Regions from separate parts of the Sus scrofa genome. Here regions 1 and 3 are each linked to region 2. Evidence: chromatin contacts called from public promoter capture Hi-C data. All regions are on one chromosome and are shown on one strand. The core of a region is the stretch at or near the end of the contact, and the rest is flanking DNA. Distances in the headings are between cores, read along the strand shown.

Region 1 (3,863 bases), core at 751-3,250, 320 kb after region 2:
AGCACCTGCAGCATATGGAGGTTTCCAGGCTAGGCGTCCAATCAGAGCTACAGCTGCCAGCCTACGCCACAGCCACAGCAATGCCAGATCTGAGCCCCATCTGCGACCTACACCACAGCTCATGGCAACACCAGATCCTTAACCCACTAAGCGAGGCCAGGGATAGAGCCTGCAACCTTATGGTTCCTAGTTGGATTGTTTACCCTGTGCCACGATGGGAACTCCTCCATGCAGATAGTTAACTTATAGACTATAGTTTCTTTTCACTGCGCCCTCAATCACAAACCCTCTTTCCCACTTCTCAAAAACAGCTGTTAGCAGGTTCGTATAGATCCTTTGGAAGTGTTTTCTTGTGCTCTTTCCATTATGTCTGTGCCTCTCAAAGGATGGTTTTTATCTTTGACTCTCCCACACATTTCTTTTTTTCTTTTTTTGGTCTTTCTTTTTAGGGCTGCACCCACGGCATATGGAGGTTCTCAGGCTAGGGGTCTAATTGGACCTGTAGCCACAGCAACACCAGATCCGAACCGCATCCTCGACCTACACCACAGCTCATGGCAATGCCGGATTTTTAGGCCACTGAATGAGGCCGGAGATTGAACCCGAAACGTCGTGGTTCCCAGTCAGATTCGTTTCTGCTGTGCCAAGATGGGAACTCCTCTCCCACACATTTCTATACAGCAGAAATACAAAAAGAAGGAAGACTAAACTGACTATATACAACGCTAGCTCACTGTAAAAAGAGAGATAAGATACATCTACACATGAATGGTCATGATAATAAGTTCTATTTGTTAAAGGCACAGCCTGAGCATTCTTGATCAATTCAGATGAAAAACAAAGTTTTCCCTTGAACTGAGCAGGCTATTAAGGATTCAAGTGTTTTGCATCAAGTACTTTAACCTACAAGTCTATTAGTACCTGGCAAGTTAGTAACTCGTAGAGTGCCCCATACAAAGATCAGTATGTGCTAATTCCCTTTTCATCTTGGACCTATGGTGCCCAAGGATACATGCAGGGTGTGAAAATAATCGCTAATATTTATTGAGGGTTTATTCTGTGCCAATCTGGTATTTTACATAATCTTATTTCACAACCTGGTGAAGCGGTGTTATCACAAAGGAAAGCTCAAATCGAGGTAAGGCCTGCTGGATTCCAAAGTCCTTAGATACTGCCTTTGAGGGTCAACCGTCCAGTAATTGAGAACATACTCTAAAATACTCTGCTACAATTATAAACCATTAGCTCCTTCTTTATGCTTAACAGGTGAGGTCATTTTGAGAGGCAGGTTATTCATTATTAGGAGACAGATAATCTGGTTTGGGTCTCCTCAGCCAGTTAACAACTGAACCTCCCTGATCCTTTCTCTTTGCTTAAAACCGGGACAATCCCAGCCTCAAAGGGTTGACTTTACGACTTAATAAAACTGGTTGTATAAACGGCTGACGAGTAGGCTTTCTAGAAATGTTAGTCTTTTCACGCATAAGGGGCTTGGGACTGCATAATTTGAGCCCACGTTTCGTAGGACGTAAGCCTCGGGGCCTTCCCACTCCGGTGGAGGTTCCCTGGGAAGCCAGCTGGGTGCAACGGATATCTCCGCGAGCCGTTGGTGTTTTCCCGCGCAGGGGGGCGGGGCAGAGCGCCGGCTCGGGAAGGTGGTAGCCGAACCCCACCTCCCACGGCGACTACATCTCCCAGCAGGAATCATGCTCAGCTGCCTAGCAGGGGCCGCTCACTAGCATTAGTCTCAGATGCCTGCCCTGTCCGCTTTCCGTCTCGGCCTTCCCTCGGTCCGAAGTCACAGCCGCACCATCCATGAAGCCACGAGGGAAAGGATGTGGTGGTAGATGGCTTTGCTGTGCAGCAAGTTGAGAATCGTAGTGCCCTGGCGCAACGCTTGGCAGGCTAGGGTCTTCTTGAGTGGTTGGACCACTTCACGTGATGAGAGGAAGGCGGCCGCAAGGCAGCGACCTGTGGTGCCTTGTGAGGTCATCACAGCGCGACAACGAGCTGCACTTGTGGGCTTCCTGGAGGCGGGAGCTAGCACGTCCCTAACAACTCCGAGTACGAGAAACTGCGTAAACTCGCCCTTGTTGGCTCCATCTGCGTGCCTCCCCCTGCCTCAACCATGCTGGCCCAGTCTGGAGGGCATGACGGGGGGTTGGTTAGTGAGAGCGACGCGCTCTGTGGGCGGGTTGATGACGAGCCGCGGGCGAGCGACTTGTAGTGGCTCCTCCTTCGCCCATGACGTAGAGGTCACGTGACGGGCCGAGCAGCCTCTGCCGCCGCCGCCGCTTTGTAAGAGGCACATTGGCAGGTAACGAGCGGCGGCGGCGGCGGCGGCAGCGGCAGCGGCAAGCGGCAGCGGCAGCGGCAGCAGCAGCAGCGGGTCCCGAGTCCAGCGAGAGCAGCAGCGGTAATTGGCACCTTCTCTCACCTTCCCCGGTCCAGGTCCCTGAGCTCTGCAGCTTGCGCCCGGTAGTCCTGGCTTCTGTTCTTCTTTTCTCCAACCTTCTTCATAGTGCCCCAGCGCCCACCCGTGAAAGCGGGCCGAGCTTCCCTCGCTGGTTTCACGCGTCCTCAGTTTGCCCAGGCCTGGTGCAGTCCTTCCTCTCTCCCGCGGGTTGTCCGGGGCTCCTTCCTGCCTACCCCAACGCTTGTCGTCCCGGCCCCACCCAGCCCCAGGGGGCGCCTTCCCCTCCCCCCGGTCGGGTTTCTGCCCTGGAGGGTGTGGTTTTCTCTCCCACCGTTGTCCCTCCCTTGCCTGTCCGCTGGAGCTCCCGCGCCACGCTGTCGCCGACCGACCACTTTTCCGTTTTCATGCCTGTCGCTAGACCTGGGACTAGATATTTCAGAGCCTTACTTCTGCGCTCTCTCGCCTTTCCCGGCTACCCAGAGGCTAGTGCAGTTCCACTTCTCCTCTTCATTCGGGAAGGTTTTGGTGTCAGACACTTAGGACTCAGTTTTCCTCCACGTTCCCAGTTCCTGTAGTCTGGCCGTGTCACAGTTGTTCTTTAGTGTAGGTTTGCAAGAGCTTTGTAAACTAAAGCACTCTTAGAATACTATTCAAAATGTTACTCTTCCATTGGTGCATTGCATCTCAGTTTTCTTTGCCGCTGAATCACTTTTCACTTGGCTTTCCACTTTTCCCCCAGGGTTTTCAGTCTAATTAGTTGTCCTCGCACCTCACGTGCCACCACTGTTCTCACCACTCTGGTCTCATCCTTGTTCTCTCTGGGAGTTGATTGCGTGATTCCATCATCATTCCTGTTATTTCCTGTTTGACATAATCCGGTAGTTTACTTCCACCTCTGTTGGATATTGTTTCTACTTGTATCCAAGATGTCTCTACTAGTATTTAGGCTTACTTTCTTCAGCTCTTGTGCGTCTGAATAATTGAGAGTTTTGAAGGTCTCCATAAGGTGTCCAGAGATCATCTTTTATCTGATAAAGGGCATACAATTCATTTTTTGGGTGAATGTAATTTTATATTTTCGCTTCGATTATGATAGTACTTTTAAGACCAAGGGATATGTGAGTAGTCTAATCCTCGCTTTTCACCAGAAATTGTGCATTCTTAATTTTTAGTGTCAGTTTGTCTAATGGAAGTGGAAGGAAGGTGAATATTAATACTTAAGCTCTCCTACAGAGGGGATTGGGTGACTCTCTTGGGGTGGTGTCTGTCTCAGGAAGGGATAAATTCCACTCTCTGGAGATGTTATGGTCTTCCAGTGCACCCGAATCTCTAACCTGCCTGTAGAGCCCCTAAGTTAGGGCTATCCTCCCATTGCTCTGAAGCCTTGTCTTACCATAGGGCAGACGTGATTAGTTTCCGCCACACTACTCTTGGGCTTGCTTCCAGT
Region 2 (3,433 bases), core at 582-3,081:
CTTAAAGTCAAGAGATCAGGACATTAGGTTCAGGGCTTGGAATAATGGGTAAAAAGTCTGTTAGGGAGCGGGTATCAGGAATCTAAAATTTAACTGTAGAACCTAAAGTTAAGAGGTCAATGTTGGAGCCTAGGGAGCTGGGAGCAAAATGCTGAAATAAGGTTAGCATTGAGAATTGTGGAGCAAAATGCAGGAGTTAGCATTGAGAATTGCCAGGCAGGTATGAGGGTCCAAAAGAGCTGACGCATCTCTCCCCACAGATGGGACACAAGTCACTTCAAGAAGACTGGTGGCCCCCAGAGAAACAACTATGTTGTCCACCCTGAGTTTGTGTCTGAGACCTATCCTGACTACCACTGCTGGTAGACCCCAGACTGGCCGGGCTAAGGGGGCTGAGCAATAAATAAATTCTTCACCCTAAAGCCTGCCGCCAGTGTCCTTCCCCAGAAGGATCTGGCAGTGAGGAGCCAGTCACTCAGGCCTCTGCCAAGCCCCCTCAACTGCGATGCAGTTCTCAAAGTCGCCTTGTCCATTTCATCACCTCAATATTTCCCTTGGGTGGTCCGGAGTGCCCTCCTGACACATAATATTCCTATGAGGGGCATGTCCTCCTCCTTTCCACCTCAGAGCCCAAACTAGCCATGCGGGAGGGCCCATCTACCTCTCAACCCCAGGAGAGCCCTACAGCTGACATTTCCCCACTATCCCCCAAGCTTAGATGTCCCTTCACCTCCATGCCTCCATTCTGCAGTCAGAGCCATGTCCCTATTCCCAACGTTCTTGATCTCTGTTCCCAGAGCCTCCATCACAGCCTAAAAGTCTCTGTTCAGATACCCTTGCTGCCATGCCCACCCAAGTCCAAGGGGTCCAAACAATTTTGAAGGGTTTCATGACCAAGAAATTTCAAATTATAAAACAAAGCCCTGGGAGGAAGGGGTGGGGTGTTCCAAAATCTCTAGGATCTTCCGTATGTTTGCACCCAGTTCCCCCTGGAGGGAGAAGTATGGTGAGGCATGCCCACTTCCTTGTAGCATGGGTTTTCTTTCTTTCTTTCTTTTTTTTTTTTTTTTTGTCATTAGGGCCACAGGAAGTTCCCAGGCTAGGGGTCAAATCAGAGCTGCAGCTGCTGGCCACAACCACAGCCACAGCAAAGCCAGATCCTAGCTGCATCTGTGACCTAGAGCACAGCTCAGGGCAACTGCAGATCCTTTTACCTTTAACCCACTGAGGGAGACAAAGAATCAAACCCACATCCTCATGGATACTAGTCAGATTCTTAACCCACTGAGCCACAGTGGGAACTCCAGCATGGGTACTTCTAATGGCTTTCATCAAGGGGAGTGGGGGGCAGTGGATGGGGAAAGGCGTTGCAAAATACCGAGCAGAAGCTTGTCTTCTCAGTTCCTGATCTCAGATGCTGTGGTCTGGTCTAGTGGGAATGTACAGGTTGGGCCTCCAAGCTGGTGGAACTAAGCTCCCTCTGTGGGGTCCTTGATTGGATCTAACCTGCATTGAACCACTGAGATCCTCCCAGAATTTCGCTACCCTAACACCATGTGGTGAAATTTTTCCCCTATGGAGACCTAATAAGCGTTATACCCAGACGACCTCAAGCTGCTCACATCTGGAGAAAAATAAATCCCAAGGGTTCGGCTCCGCCCCTTTGCCCGGCAGCTCTCTCCTCCTCAGACGATTCCCAAATTTAGCCCAGAGGTTGGAGGACTCTATATAATAAAGTTCGACAGTTGCACCTTTCTCCAGAACTACATTTCCCAGCAGGCCTGGGGCAGAGAGCCGCCCTCTTGAGGGTAAGCAATGGCCGCGGGGGAGGGGGCGGGGTTCTGAAGGCTGAGGAGGCGGGCTTGGGAGGTTCCAGGCTGGCAGAGGGCCCAAGCTGCCCGGAGTTGGGCACAGAGCAGAGGAGGAGTGGCGCGGGGGTGTAGGGGGAGGCACGGAAGCTAAGGGGCGTGGCCTCAAGTCCTCGTGACACTGTGGGAGGATGGTCTTGCTCCACGGACTCAGGTGGACTCCACGACTCTAGGCGAGACCAAAAGACCGGGGCGTGGCCGAGCGGCCAGGGGGCGGGGCCCGAGGAGGGCCTCAGCTGTCTTCAGTGAGGCGGCGCCCCGCGCTGCGCTGTTGCCACTCAACTTCAGCTAGCGTGGAGGGGCTCGGCGGGAGCCTCCCCTTTACCTTCACTTCTGGAGTCGACTGCCTTGAATGAGCCTAGCGGGAAGTCCTTGGGAGGTTGCCGAGGGAGGACATTTCCTGAACTTTCGCTCCTACAAACGAGTAAGTAGGTGTGGCGAGCCTGGACACCTGGGCCCCTCCTCCGGCCGCGGTTCCCAGCGGGCACTGGTCCCTTGACCTCAGTCTGTCCCTTCGGACCTTGTAGCTGCAGCGCGGGAGGTGGGGGGTGGGGGATTCCAGGCTGTAGACTCGGTCACTCGATCCCCTGGATCCCGACGCTGGGCAGGACAGGGAGATGGGCCGGATCGAGTTGCCTTTGACATTTCCAATCCCACCCTACCCCCGGAATCTTGTGTTCGACAAACCGCTTGACATGGAATGGCCTCCCGTCAGTTGGGCTGGGCCCGCTGCCCCGCCCCCCCCCGCCGCCCCCGCCTTCAGACCCCGCTAGGGGCTGTCAGCCAAGACTGAGGTTGAGTGTCTAGTGGGCAGAGGCTTGGCTAGGGCAAACCCCACCTGCCAGTATTAGCGGGAGTTTGTCCAGATGGCGGAGGCTGCGGATTACAGGGGTCTCTAGCTCCACCGTTAACGCCGGAATCACAGTTCCTCCCCCACAGCCCCTGTACCAGATGCCACAAAAATTGCCACTTCCCACCACCAGAAACCTTCCTGAAGCAAGCAGCAGCACCAGCCCTTGGGAAGACAGGCCTCACCATGCCCACACCCACCTAATGGAAGCCTATCCCACCCTCTTGGCCACAGATCTCCTTTGCTGTGTTCAGATAGCCAGTCAGACCATTATCTTCCATTCCTAAAACTTAATACCATGGAGGGTTAAGCCTCCATTTTGTCTTTTTTTTTTTTTTTTCTTTTTCTTTTTCTTTTTAGGGTCGCATCCGTGGCATATGAAGTTTCCCAGGCTAGATATCGAATCAGAGCTGAAGCTGCTGGCCTACACCACAGCCACAGTAACTTGGGATCTCAGCTGCATCTGCGACCTACACCACAGCTCACGGCAACACTGGATCATTAACCCACTTAGCGAGGCCAGGGATACTAGTCCTCATGAATACTAGTCAGGTTCGTTAACCACGAGCCACAACGGGAACTCCAAGCCTGGATTTTGGATTCAGGCAGCCTTGCTACTTTGGTGACTTCAAACAAGTTCCTTTTTCTTGTTTGAAGTTTGGGCCACTGTTTACTCATCTATAAAGTGAGCACTGCAGCTTTGCCTCCTGTACAG
Region 3 (3,843 bases), core at 785-3,284, 290 kb before region 2:
TCTGAGTGTGGCTGGTGGTTCCCCCCCCACCCCCCGCCCCCCGACCTCCCAGCACATTTACCCTGATCAGCCCCGCCCTACCTCGGAGATCCCAGTGGCTGAGTGTCCATGGCCTTCAGGACTTCCTCCCACCAGCTACAGCACCCGACTCAGCTCTACTCAGTGCTGGGACCCCAGAATCGTCCCCTCCTTCCCCTTCCCTGCCCCCGCCCCTCTGCGCCCTGGAGCTCAGCCGCCCCTAGCCAGGCCCCCTCCCCCTCGTCCCTCTCCCCTCCTCCTCTCTCACCCCCTCCCACCCAAGGCCCTGGGAAGGAAAGACGCCTCCCCCCCAGTCTGGAAAGGAAGCCACAGGCACAGCCAGGCCCAGCAAGAGGGAAAGGAGGGCTGCTGCCGTCCCTGTCAGTGAGACATTCCGTGTTTTCCCACTGCCCAACACAGGCACATTCACGCGTGGACGCCCCAGGCACGGTCAACGAAGACACGCCCTTGAACACACGTGGAAACAGAATGAAAATTCAGACACATGCTCACACTCCCACTCTTCACTCCCCAGCAAATATTTCCTTGGGGAACAGCCGGCTGCGTTTGACGGAGAAGAGAGGCCCCACGTTGGGGGTAGAATGAAAAGCCAAAGAGGCCAGTTCCCCTCCCCTGGACGTTCCAGCCATTTCTTACCTCCCCCTCTGCTCTTCAGGCCCCAGCACCAGGAAATGCCTTTGGTCCCTTGGTGCCAGATACACAAGACCCACACTTACCGTCAGACACACACTCTCAGATCCCGCCACTCACAGTTACACTGATACACTCAGACATCAACCTCAGACACTTCCATTTACTCACAGCCAGACACACAGCCAGACACACACATCTCACTTTTCCTTGCATCGTCACACACACTTAGCACTCTGTCCCTGGCTGAGGTCACAGCACCCCCCAAAAGCAACTCCTCATCATAGTTTAAGCTCCCCTCTGTTCCAGGGAGCTCTTAGCAAAGCAGATGCCCCATCTCATCACCATTCCAGGCCCCCAGGTGGCCAAAGAGACAAAGGTGAACAGAGAAGTCAGACGTGGGGGCCCAGAGACAGAGAAGCAGAGGACGTGAGAGGCAGGACTAAAAAGCAGATAAACAGATATCTGGGGAGATGAAACTCAAAAGACACGAGAGCACTTGCTCTAGGAAGGCAGCAGTAGGAGAGAAAGAGAAATATAAAGAAACTGAGTCAGATGAGGAAAGAGAAAATAAGGAGCAGCCGACCAGCAACTGGACTCTCAGAAAGGAGGGGACGCCAAGTGTGCTGGGGATGGGGGGTGCCCCTGCCAGCGACTAAGTAGAAAGGTCAGTCCCACTAGCTGTTGAAGTGGGTCCCTAAGAGGCAAACCCAGCTCCACTCCTCCAGAGTAGCGGTTAGGACACAGGACACACACAGACTGCAAGCCTCATTCTTACTCTGCCACTTCTGAAGTCACACATTGGTGCATATAAACCCAGCCACCCAGTCTCACGCTGACAGAGTCTCAAACCCCACAGAGACCTTCCCCAAACACATCCCCTGATGTGGTCACGGGCCCTCTCCCACACACAAACACAGGACCCAGTCTCTGCCCCCAAACTGCACAGACACACACAATCCCACTCTGGCACAGCCGCATGCCGACTCAGCCCATGCACGGTGACACTCGCAGGCACACGAGCTGACAGCTGCAACTAGCGACACTGTTGCGGGGTCCCACATAATGACCTCTTCACACACAGCCTCACACCCGCACGTGCGCGCGCGCGCGCGCGCACACACACACACACACACACACACACTGACAGTCCATCAGTCACTCCCGGCCCAGCAAATCCCACACCCCCCTGCCCCGCCCTCCCCTGGCCCGGCTCCCTCGGGTACACCCGCCGCCCCATCAGGCCTCACCTTCCGCGGCCGCCGCCGCCAGCGCCCTCCGCCCTCGCCCTCGCCCTCGCCCTCTGCCCCGGCCTCTACTCCCTCCCGCCCTGGGGCCCAGCAGTGGGGGCGGCTCCGCCCGGGCACCAATGGAAGGAAAGGGGCGAAATAGGGGGGCTCTCGGCCCATTGGAGCCTCCAACTGCCAATCACCTCCACCCCCACCTCTGCCGGACACTTCCTGTCCCGTCCCGGACTGAGGAGGCCGCGGGGGGAGACGGAGTCTGGAGCGGGGTTCCTGGGTCCCGGGCCTGAAGGCCTCTCCTCCTGGGACCGCAGGACCAGGAGGCCCTTCCCCCTCCACAAACAAACCCCTCAAGTTCGGTGGCTCAGGAGCCCCTTGGCAGGTGACGGTGAGGCTGAAGGTGCCCCCGACTCCAGATAAGATAAGGCAGGAGGTAGACTGGTGTAAGGCAATGGTTCTCAGACTTCACTGGCCATTGTTGTTTTAAAACTGCCAAGCCACACTCCAGTTAAATCAGTATTGTTTAAACCTCCCCAGGCGTGGAGTCCCCGCCATGGCTCAGCGGTTAGCAAACCTGACTAGTATTCATGAGTACACTGGTTCAATCCCTGGCCTTGCTCTGTACATTAAGGATCTGGCATTGCCCTGAGCTGTGGTGTAGGTCACAGACACAGCTTGGATCCTGCGTTGCTGTGGCTCTGGCGTAGGCCAGTGGCTACGGCTCTGATTAGACCCCTAGCCTGGGAATCTCCATGTGCCTCAGGTGTGGCCCTAAAGAGACAAAAAAGACAAATAAATAAAATTCCCCAGGTGATTCCGAAATGCAGCCAAAGCAAAGGTGTAGGATCAAGGGTGTGAGGGTGAGTGGGTGTGTCAAGAAAGCAGCCACCCATCCAGGGTTTTCCCCCACTCTCCAGTCAATGGGGGCTTGAGGGAAATGTGTACCACATCTGTCTGAGCTTCTTCCAGACCAGAGCAACACTCCAAGTCCCAGATCCTTCCCCTCCAGTCTCTCTCAAGAGAGAAAGAATCCTAGACGGGAAGGTTCAGCCAAGGTTCTCGAGGGTCAGGTCATCACTGTCCAGCCTTGCGTGATCTGCCCTCCCAGAGACTCAACTCCCTTGAGAAGACAGGAGACAAAAAGCGTTCTGTTCTGGCCATTCCTGCATTGCTCGCAAGCTCTTATCCTCACCTAAAAGTTTGGAGGACCCAGGGTGTCCTCATATGTCCTGGGCTGCCTGGCTTGTTGCTCCCACACAGTTATAATCTTGCCAGGGAAAGAGGTCCCTAGGGGAGAGAGTAGACCCAGGGTCACTCCAAAAAGCATCCCCTCCTTCCAGGCCCTGCAGCTCCTAACTCTGACAGCTCCTTCCTTACTGGAGCTGTCTTTTGCCCTGTGCAGTGATTGGGACACAGGGGCAAGAGAGGTGTGCAAAGCCTGAGCAAACATGCTGCACGTGGGAGTCTGGAAAAGCCAAGGACACAAAGCCACGTCCACGTTCCCTACCCGCCCCTTCAGCCCCTGTGGGCTGGAGCAGAGCCAAGCTGCAGCCACTCACAAAGCCAGGCTTCTGGCCAGCAGCCCAGGGTCTGGCCACTGACCACTGGGACCAGGATCCTGCCCACCCGCTCCCCACCAAAGCCTCAGTCCCAGGCTTGTGGAGCTGACCCCCTAGGGATGGTGGTAAAGGGGGCTCTGGCCTTCCCAAAGGCTCAGCCAAAGACAAGAACAAAGGCTTCTAAAACAGTTTTAAACTGGGATGCCTTTGTTACTCTAGGAGTAAGAGACTCTATAAGCCAGACATGACACTGAGAATTAATTTTGTTCAGAGATTTGGGGCAGGGGAGGACGGATGGGGAGGTTGTATGCTTAAGTTTTTGCACATCTATAGGCAAGAAAATTGTAGCTGGAACTGTGCCTTCAGCCTTT

What was found. Promoter capture Hi-C pulls out the DNA fragments that hold promoters and counts their contacts.
Region 1: a promoter capture Hi-C map of liver shows a contact between it and region 2, with 4 times the contacts expected there. The contact joins the promoter of UBAP2 here to the promoter of KIAA1161 in region 2. A contact is called at or near these places in 2 of 5 promoter capture datasets (fetal liver and liver) and 1 of 2 datasets of contacts at active chromatin or transcription factors (alveolar macrophages).
Region 3: a promoter capture Hi-C map of liver shows a contact between it and region 2, with 4 times the contacts expected there. The contact joins the promoter of IL11RA here to the promoter of KIAA1161 in region 2. A contact is called at or near these places in 1 of 5 promoter capture datasets (liver) and 1 of 2 datasets of contacts at active chromatin or transcription factors (alveolar macrophages).

The regions. Positions count from the first base shown.
Region 1 is chr10:32,753,707-32,757,569 of Sscrofa11.1, forward strand. UBAP2 (ubiquitin-associated protein 2) reads left to right here and starts at 2,001. Exons shown (of 28, transcript XM_021064693.1): 1 at 2,001-2,416.
Region 2 is chr10:32,434,518-32,437,950 of Sscrofa11.1, forward strand. It overlaps KIAA1161, which reads left to right and starts at 1,832. Exons shown (of 2, transcript XM_021064686.1): 1 at 1,832-2,292. C10H9orf24 (spermatid-specific manchette-related protein 1) reads left to right here. Exons shown (of 6, transcript XM_021064685.1): 6 at 1-399.
Region 3 is chr10:32,147,281-32,151,123 of Sscrofa11.1, forward strand. It overlaps IL11RA (interleukin-11 receptor subunit alpha), which reads right to left and starts at 2,035. Exons shown (of 13, transcript XM_003130670.5): 1 at 1,920-2,035.